2 separate regions of the Mus musculus genome follow, and region 2 is linked to region 1. A link is a contact called in public promoter capture Hi-C data. All regions are on one chromosome and are shown on one strand. The core of a region is the stretch at or near the end of the contact, and the rest is flanking DNA. Distances in the headings are between cores, read along the strand shown. Region 1 holds the start of P3h3 (prolyl 3-hydroxylase 3). Region 2 holds the start of 4930557K07Rik (RIKEN cDNA 4930557K07 gene).

What was found. Capture Hi-C pulls out chosen DNA fragments and counts their contacts.
Region 2: a contact with region 1 is called in a promoter capture Hi-C map of liver. The contact joins the promoter of 4930557K07Rik here to the promoter of P3h3 in region 1. A contact is called at or near these places in 26 of 39 promoter capture datasets (the 3T3-L1 cell line, 3T3-L1-derived adipocytes, the C10 cell line and 16 more), 6 of 15 datasets of contacts at CTCF or cohesin (the NIH/3T3 cell line, embryonic stem cells, large pre-B cells and 2 more), 48 of 484 Hi-C or Micro-C datasets (the AtT-20 cell line, B cells, CD4 T cells and 25 more), 23 of 115 datasets of contacts at active chromatin or transcription factors (DN3 thymocytes, the HPC-7 cell line, bone marrow-derived macrophages and 14 more) and 4 of 9 other capture datasets (adipose tissue, liver, macrophages and 1 more).

The regions. Positions count from the first base shown.
Region 1 is chr6:124,856,225-124,859,092 of GRCm38.p6, reverse strand. It overlaps P3h3 (prolyl 3-hydroxylase 3), which reads left to right and starts at 1,376. Exons shown (of 15, transcript NM_013534.5): 1 at 1,376-1,897. The coding sequence starts at 1,406. It overlaps Gpr162 (G protein-coupled receptor 162), which reads left to right. Exons shown (of 5, transcript NM_013533.4): 5 at 1-649. The coding sequence ends at 424. It overlaps Gm32404 (a long non-coding RNA gene), which reads right to left and starts at 1,286. Exons shown (of 3, transcript XR_378023.2): 1 at 1,173-1,286; 2 at 1-1,086.
Region 2 is chr6:125,048,405-125,051,165 of GRCm38.p6, reverse strand. It overlaps 4930557K07Rik (RIKEN cDNA 4930557K07 gene), which reads left to right and starts at 1,313. Exons shown (of 4, transcript NR_130997.1): 1 at 1,313-1,404. Ing4 (inhibitor of growth family, member 4) reads right to left here. Exons shown (of 8, transcript NM_133345.2): 8 at 1,902-2,761. The coding sequence ends at 2,759. It overlaps Acrbp (proacrosin binding protein), which reads right to left and starts at 1,239. Exons shown (of 10, transcript NM_016845.2): 1 at 1,114-1,239; 2 at 517-732; 3 at 225-319. The coding sequence starts at 1,156.

The DNA of each region.
Region 1 (2,868 bases), core at 127-2,626:
CCTCGGAGGCCCTCCAGAATACCTGGGACAGAGACACAGGCTGGAGGATGAGGAGGATGAGGAAGAGGCTGAAGGCGGGGGCTTGGCCAGCCTTCGACAGTTTCTAGAAAGTGGGGTTCTGGGGTCGGGTGGGGGACCCCCACGAGGTCCCGGTTTTTTCCGGGAGGAGATCACCACCTTCATCGATGAGACACCTCTGCCTTCTCCAACTGCGTCACCAGGACCCTCTCCTCGTAGGCCTAGACCACTGGGTTTTTCACCTCGACGGCTCTCCCTTGGGTCTCCGGATAGCCGAGCCGTTGGACTTCCTTTGGGGTTAAGTGCAGGAAGACGCTGTTCCCTGACCGGGAGCGAAGGGAGTTCAAGGGCTTGGGGAAGACCCTGGGGGCCAGGTAACCCCATCTTCCCCCAGTTGACCCTGTGAGGCCGCATAGGCCTGCTTCACTGGAGGGGGGGGGGAGGCACGAGCGAGTGAGTATGCCTCATCCTGGCCCTGAGTCTATGGCAGCTGCCTCCAGGGAGATGGGGGGGGGGGGGCCTACATCCGGGCTCTAGAGCCCCAGCTCTCTCCCATCCAAGTGACCAGATACCCAACGCACCCGTCTTCACCCCTAGCAAAATGTATTAAAAGGCTGAGTTGCCGTGGAAACCTTGATGTTCAGCGTTTGCGGGGAGGGGGGGCAAATGGTCAGTGGCTTGGGCGAGGGAAAGTGGCTAGAGGACAAACCGGATAAAGGGCAGGGGGAAGAGGTATAGAAAGAGACGGCCCAATACGACGCAGACAGACATAGGAGAAATGGGCGTAGGAGCGTAAGATCCTGGGGTGGAGCAAGGGACACTAGAGTGTGTTAGTTTGAATGGGAAGGATCTTTGCTTAAATTAGTAAAAAGTACTCAATTCCCATCTCCCCTAAATGCGTCTGGGCGCTCAGTTTCTGAGTAGAAAAGTTTTGGTGCCAGAATTGGTGTCCCAAACACGGAGTCACCCTCTTCCAGGCAGCGTTTCGAAAATCCATCTTCACATGGTGGGTTGGCAGGAGCGTGGGTAGATGAACGTGTGAGGGGCGTCCACAATCCTTTTCCAGGACTCAAGGATGGACGGAAACGAAGTTACCCCCACGTCACAGGCCAGGAGCCCTATTTCACCCTTCTTTCTCCATTTCCCTTTCTTACCCACACTAGACCCATGTGTCCCTCGGATTTCTCACTCCGTCTCACTTCGGTTTTCCCAGGGGCAGGCCTAAATCCAGCAGGTTTCTTTGGCATCACTCATTCCCTCTCTCTTCCTCTCCCTCCTCTTCTCCATCTCTCCTTCCTTCTCCTCCCCCTACCCCCCCTCCTTCCTCTCCCTCCCTCCCTCCCGTCTCCGCATTTCCCTTCGGCGGTGGGCCCGCGACTCTGGCACCATGCTCCGGCTCCTGCGGTTGTTGCTTTTGCTGCTGCTGCCTCCCCCGGGGTCCCCCGAGCCTCCCGAGCCCCCGGGCCTGGCTCAGTTGTCACCGGGGTCGCCTCCCCAGGCCCCCGACTTGCTCTACGCGGACGGGCTGCGAGCCTACTCGGCCGGGGCTTGGGCGCCCGCAGTGGCGCTGCTGCGAGAGGCGCTGCGGAGCCGGGCGGCGCTGGGCCGCGCGCGCCAGGAGTGCGGGGCGAGCTGCGCGGCCGAGCCGGGCGCCGCGCTCCCCTCCCAGCTCCTCGGAGCCCCACATCCTGTCTCCGGGCCCGGGGTCTGGGAACCGCTGCTCCTGCGCGCCACGCTCCGCCGCGCCGAGTGCCTGACCCAGTGCGCGGTGCGGAGGCTGGGCCCGGGGGGCGCGGCGCGGCTCCGCGTGGGGAGCGCGCTGCGGGATGCCTTCCGCCGGCGGGAGCCTTACAACTACCTGCAGAGGGCCTACTACCAGGTGCGGGGGCCGGCCAGGGTGCTACCCCAAGCCTACTGACTGTCTTACTGGGAGCTGACCAGGAGAGGGCGGGATGCTCGCCGCCCGGACTCGGGGGTGGAGCCTTGGAGGGCGGATAACGGAGTTCTACTCTTGTGTGGGTACCATTGAAACGTGGCCAGGACTTGCGATGGCCGCAGAGGGAGGGTCAAGAGAGAGCGTGGAGAACGTGTCAAATTGGAATGAAGAGGAGTGGGAGTAGACCGAATATGTTGGGAGGGCTCCGCAGTTTTATTTTAGCGGGTCTAGGCTAATGAATGCAACCTTTCAGATACGAAGAGCAGATGGAGAGGTGCCCCAAACCATACACACACACACACACACACACACACACACAGAGAGAGAGAGAGACAGACAGACAGACAGACAGAGACAGACAGAGAGAGACAGAGAGAGAGACAGACAGACAGACAGAGACAGAGAGAGAGAGACAGGCAGAGAGAGTGCATGTGTTCGTTCAGGAGTGGGCGTTTGAGTAGGAGCTTTCTCTTGGGGAAGAATCGAGCTTCGGAAAGGTTGAAGGAGCGGGGCTAGTTTGCAGAAGGAAGTACGGCTGAGGCTGGAATCTGGGTCTGTGGCAGTAGACAGTGTGCAGTTTCCAGAATGGTAGCTGATGCCTACGTGGCTGGAGGCGGGAGGGGCTCTAGTTTCACACACCTCAGCCCAGGGTCCTAGAGGCCTGCAGATTCTCGTCATTCAAGGTCTCCCCGCTCCCCCGCCCCTCCCCCATCTACTTGAGCCTCTCATTTCGTTGTCTCCAAAACAGAGATCCTGGGGCCTTCAGCCCGAGGCCCACCCACTCTGACGCTTCCATATCTCCTTTCTGTACCAGAGTCCTGGGGAGCCCAACATTCTGGCTCCCGAGGGATCTGGTGGTTTCCAGTTTTGATTGGCTAGGCTGCCATAAGGCTCTGGGGGAGGCTGGTGAAGGA
Region 2 (2,761 bases), core at 64-2,563, 190 kb before region 1:
AAGGGAAGGGCATAATGACTCTGCCTTTTCCTGTATCTCTTCTCTCCGTCACTCACAGTAATGAGGGTGGTTCAGGCAGCCTGAACATCCGTGGTGAGACTATACCTACCGTGGCAAACTGACAGAGCCTGCGCTACAGTGAAGACCTTCCCAGAGTCCTTCCTCAACTTCCCAGCCCCACCGCGCTCCCCTGGCCCCGGATCACCAGATGCAACCTTTCTCACCTTGGCATAGTAGACATGGTTGGAGCAACGATACTGAGCAAACTGGCAGAAGGACTCAAACCAGGAAGCATAAGGGAGATCGGAGCAGACAGCACCTGAGGAAGGAGAGCACCCATGGAGAGGCTGGTTACAGGAAGGCCAGGGCTGAGTCAAGGTCTCCATGAATGAGAACAGGTTCTGGGGTGAGCTGCCAGCTATCTCCTTCTCCCGACTCTCATATGAGCACGAAGCTTTTGCCCCAAGCCTAGGTGACCCCGGGATGCCTAGGTTTTCCCACCGGCCTGGTCCTCACCATCTGGTACCAATCCGTGGTTTTCATATTGATCCAACTGAACGAGAGTGGGGTTCCGGCAGCCGTGGGTGGCACGGAGGCGGCAGGTGGTCTCTGCCTTCCAGGTTGGGGTCAGCAGGGCGAAGAAGCGTTCATACTCAGTGGACGAGAGAGGGCTGCCTGGAGTGGAGGCTGGAGATTCCTCAGCGGAAAGAGGTGTTCCAGGCAGGAGCAGCACTGCAGGGTAGGGGGACAGACAAGAATGGACCTTAACCCACAATGCACTTGGGGTCCAGTGGCCAGACCCAGGCTAGAAGTAGACCCTCCCACTCCCCGACAATGAACTAAGAACTGGAGTGTGTGTGTGTGTGTGTGTGTGTGTGTGTCTTGGGTGATGCCTGATGACTACAGTGGAAGGCTTCAAGGGACAATAGATAAAAAAACCAACCAAGCTCGGATCAGGTACAACTCAACCACCTGGAGACAGCTGTCTCAAAACCCATTAAAAAAAAGGGAGGGGGCTCAGGGCCCTTCAGGAGCATAAGGGAGCCCCAGGGAAGATCCACCTGCGCTTTCAGACCACAGCAGCTTCCAAATGGGCCAAGCGTAGCCTCTCACCTTCCAGAAGCATCAGAAGGAAGCCAGCAGCTAGATTCATCATGGCCTGGGAAGATCCACCCGCGTTTTCACAACAAAGCGACCTCCAACGGGCCGAGCCTCGCTGCTAGCGCGAAGAAGGCAGGAGGCGCGGCTGCTACGTCACAGAAGGTGAGGGCGGGGCCAGGCCACGAGGTGAACTCCTCTGAGCTGCACCAGTAGCAGACCAAGGACAAGGGGGCCATGTCAGGAGCCACAGGCTACAGCAGCCCTTCCAGTCGGTCTTCAACAGCGTAGGACCTCTATTGCTCGGTACCACTTTTTTCGAATTTATTTTTGTGTTGCCGGGAAGTGAACCTAAAATCCTGCTCCTAATTTCTCCTAGCTGTAACCCCGGGTCTGCGCGCTACTTCCTGCCACTTAACCCCTAGACCCAGGAGGTGTGTACTATGACCCCTTCTTCAGATAAAGATGGTGGGTTTTGCGAAGCAACATCCGCGGTTTTGTGGAGACCTGGCTGTTGAGTATAGGCAGCACTGTGGGCAGCAGAGCTGGATGTCTGAAAGGAAGGCAGGGAGGGGTAGGAACTAGGGAGGACACCTCTTCCGTAGGAAACAGGCCCAAAGTTAAAATGAAGCAGGGCTGACCAAGGCGAGCACACATGAAAGGATGGTTCAGTGGTCCAAGGGATACCGTTTCAAGAGGGAGGGGACCAACACAACTCATAGGGAGATGGGGAGAAAATACCTGTTTGTATCTATTTTGTATTTAGAAGAAATCAAGCTAATACTATCACCGCACACACATATAAAGCAAATACATGATTTATTGGAATTGGGTTAAAGGTGTTTCACGGAGAGGAGATTCGTAATTACAAAATTCTGAGTCCCCCGATGCAAGGCACTCCTCCAGGTGGAGAAGCTGTGGACACCACAGGACAGGACCATTTTGGGTTTTATGTCTTGTCCTATTTCTGGCAAGCCATCTTCCTGCCTCTCATCCAATCCAGAGGATGCGAAAAGAATGCTTACCACATATACTTAAACAGTCTCTACAATAAACACAGCAGGCTAGCATGGATAGCTTTTATTTACCTACCCCAACTCCTTTTACATGTGAGTAACCTGCGGTCTACCTTGCCCCTCTCCCATTCAGAGTCAGCATAAATCCCCGGGCCATAGAGGTTGGAGTAACCACTTAACTAGGCCACTGCCCAAATGACCTAGAAGACCCCTCCCCATGGAGAACAGGAAGAGTGCAGAGAAGGCAGTCTGTCCTGCCTAGCTCCCAATGGGGGAAGGAGGAGTGAGGGGACTGGGAAAGTGCCCCACTCCACTGCCCCAGTCCTTAAGTCAAAGCAAGGGGAATGAAGAGGACCCTCCCTCTGAAATACAGCACCAACCTCACCAAGGAGGCAAAAGGACAGTGAGTGAGATTACTTCCCTCTGGGAGAGGCGGGAGGAGAGCACATACCGTCACTGGCTGCAGCACCCTCCCTACTGGGGTTTGGATGCAGCCTCAGCACCGAGTGGGGAGGAGGGAGAGGGATGACGGTACCGCACTGTCCACATCTCCCTGGGCCCCCCGTCCCCAGCACAGGCCTTCCACTCTGTCCACTAGCCCAGGTCAGGGGGATGCAGAAGTCTGTAATGGAATCCAGGGAAACCTA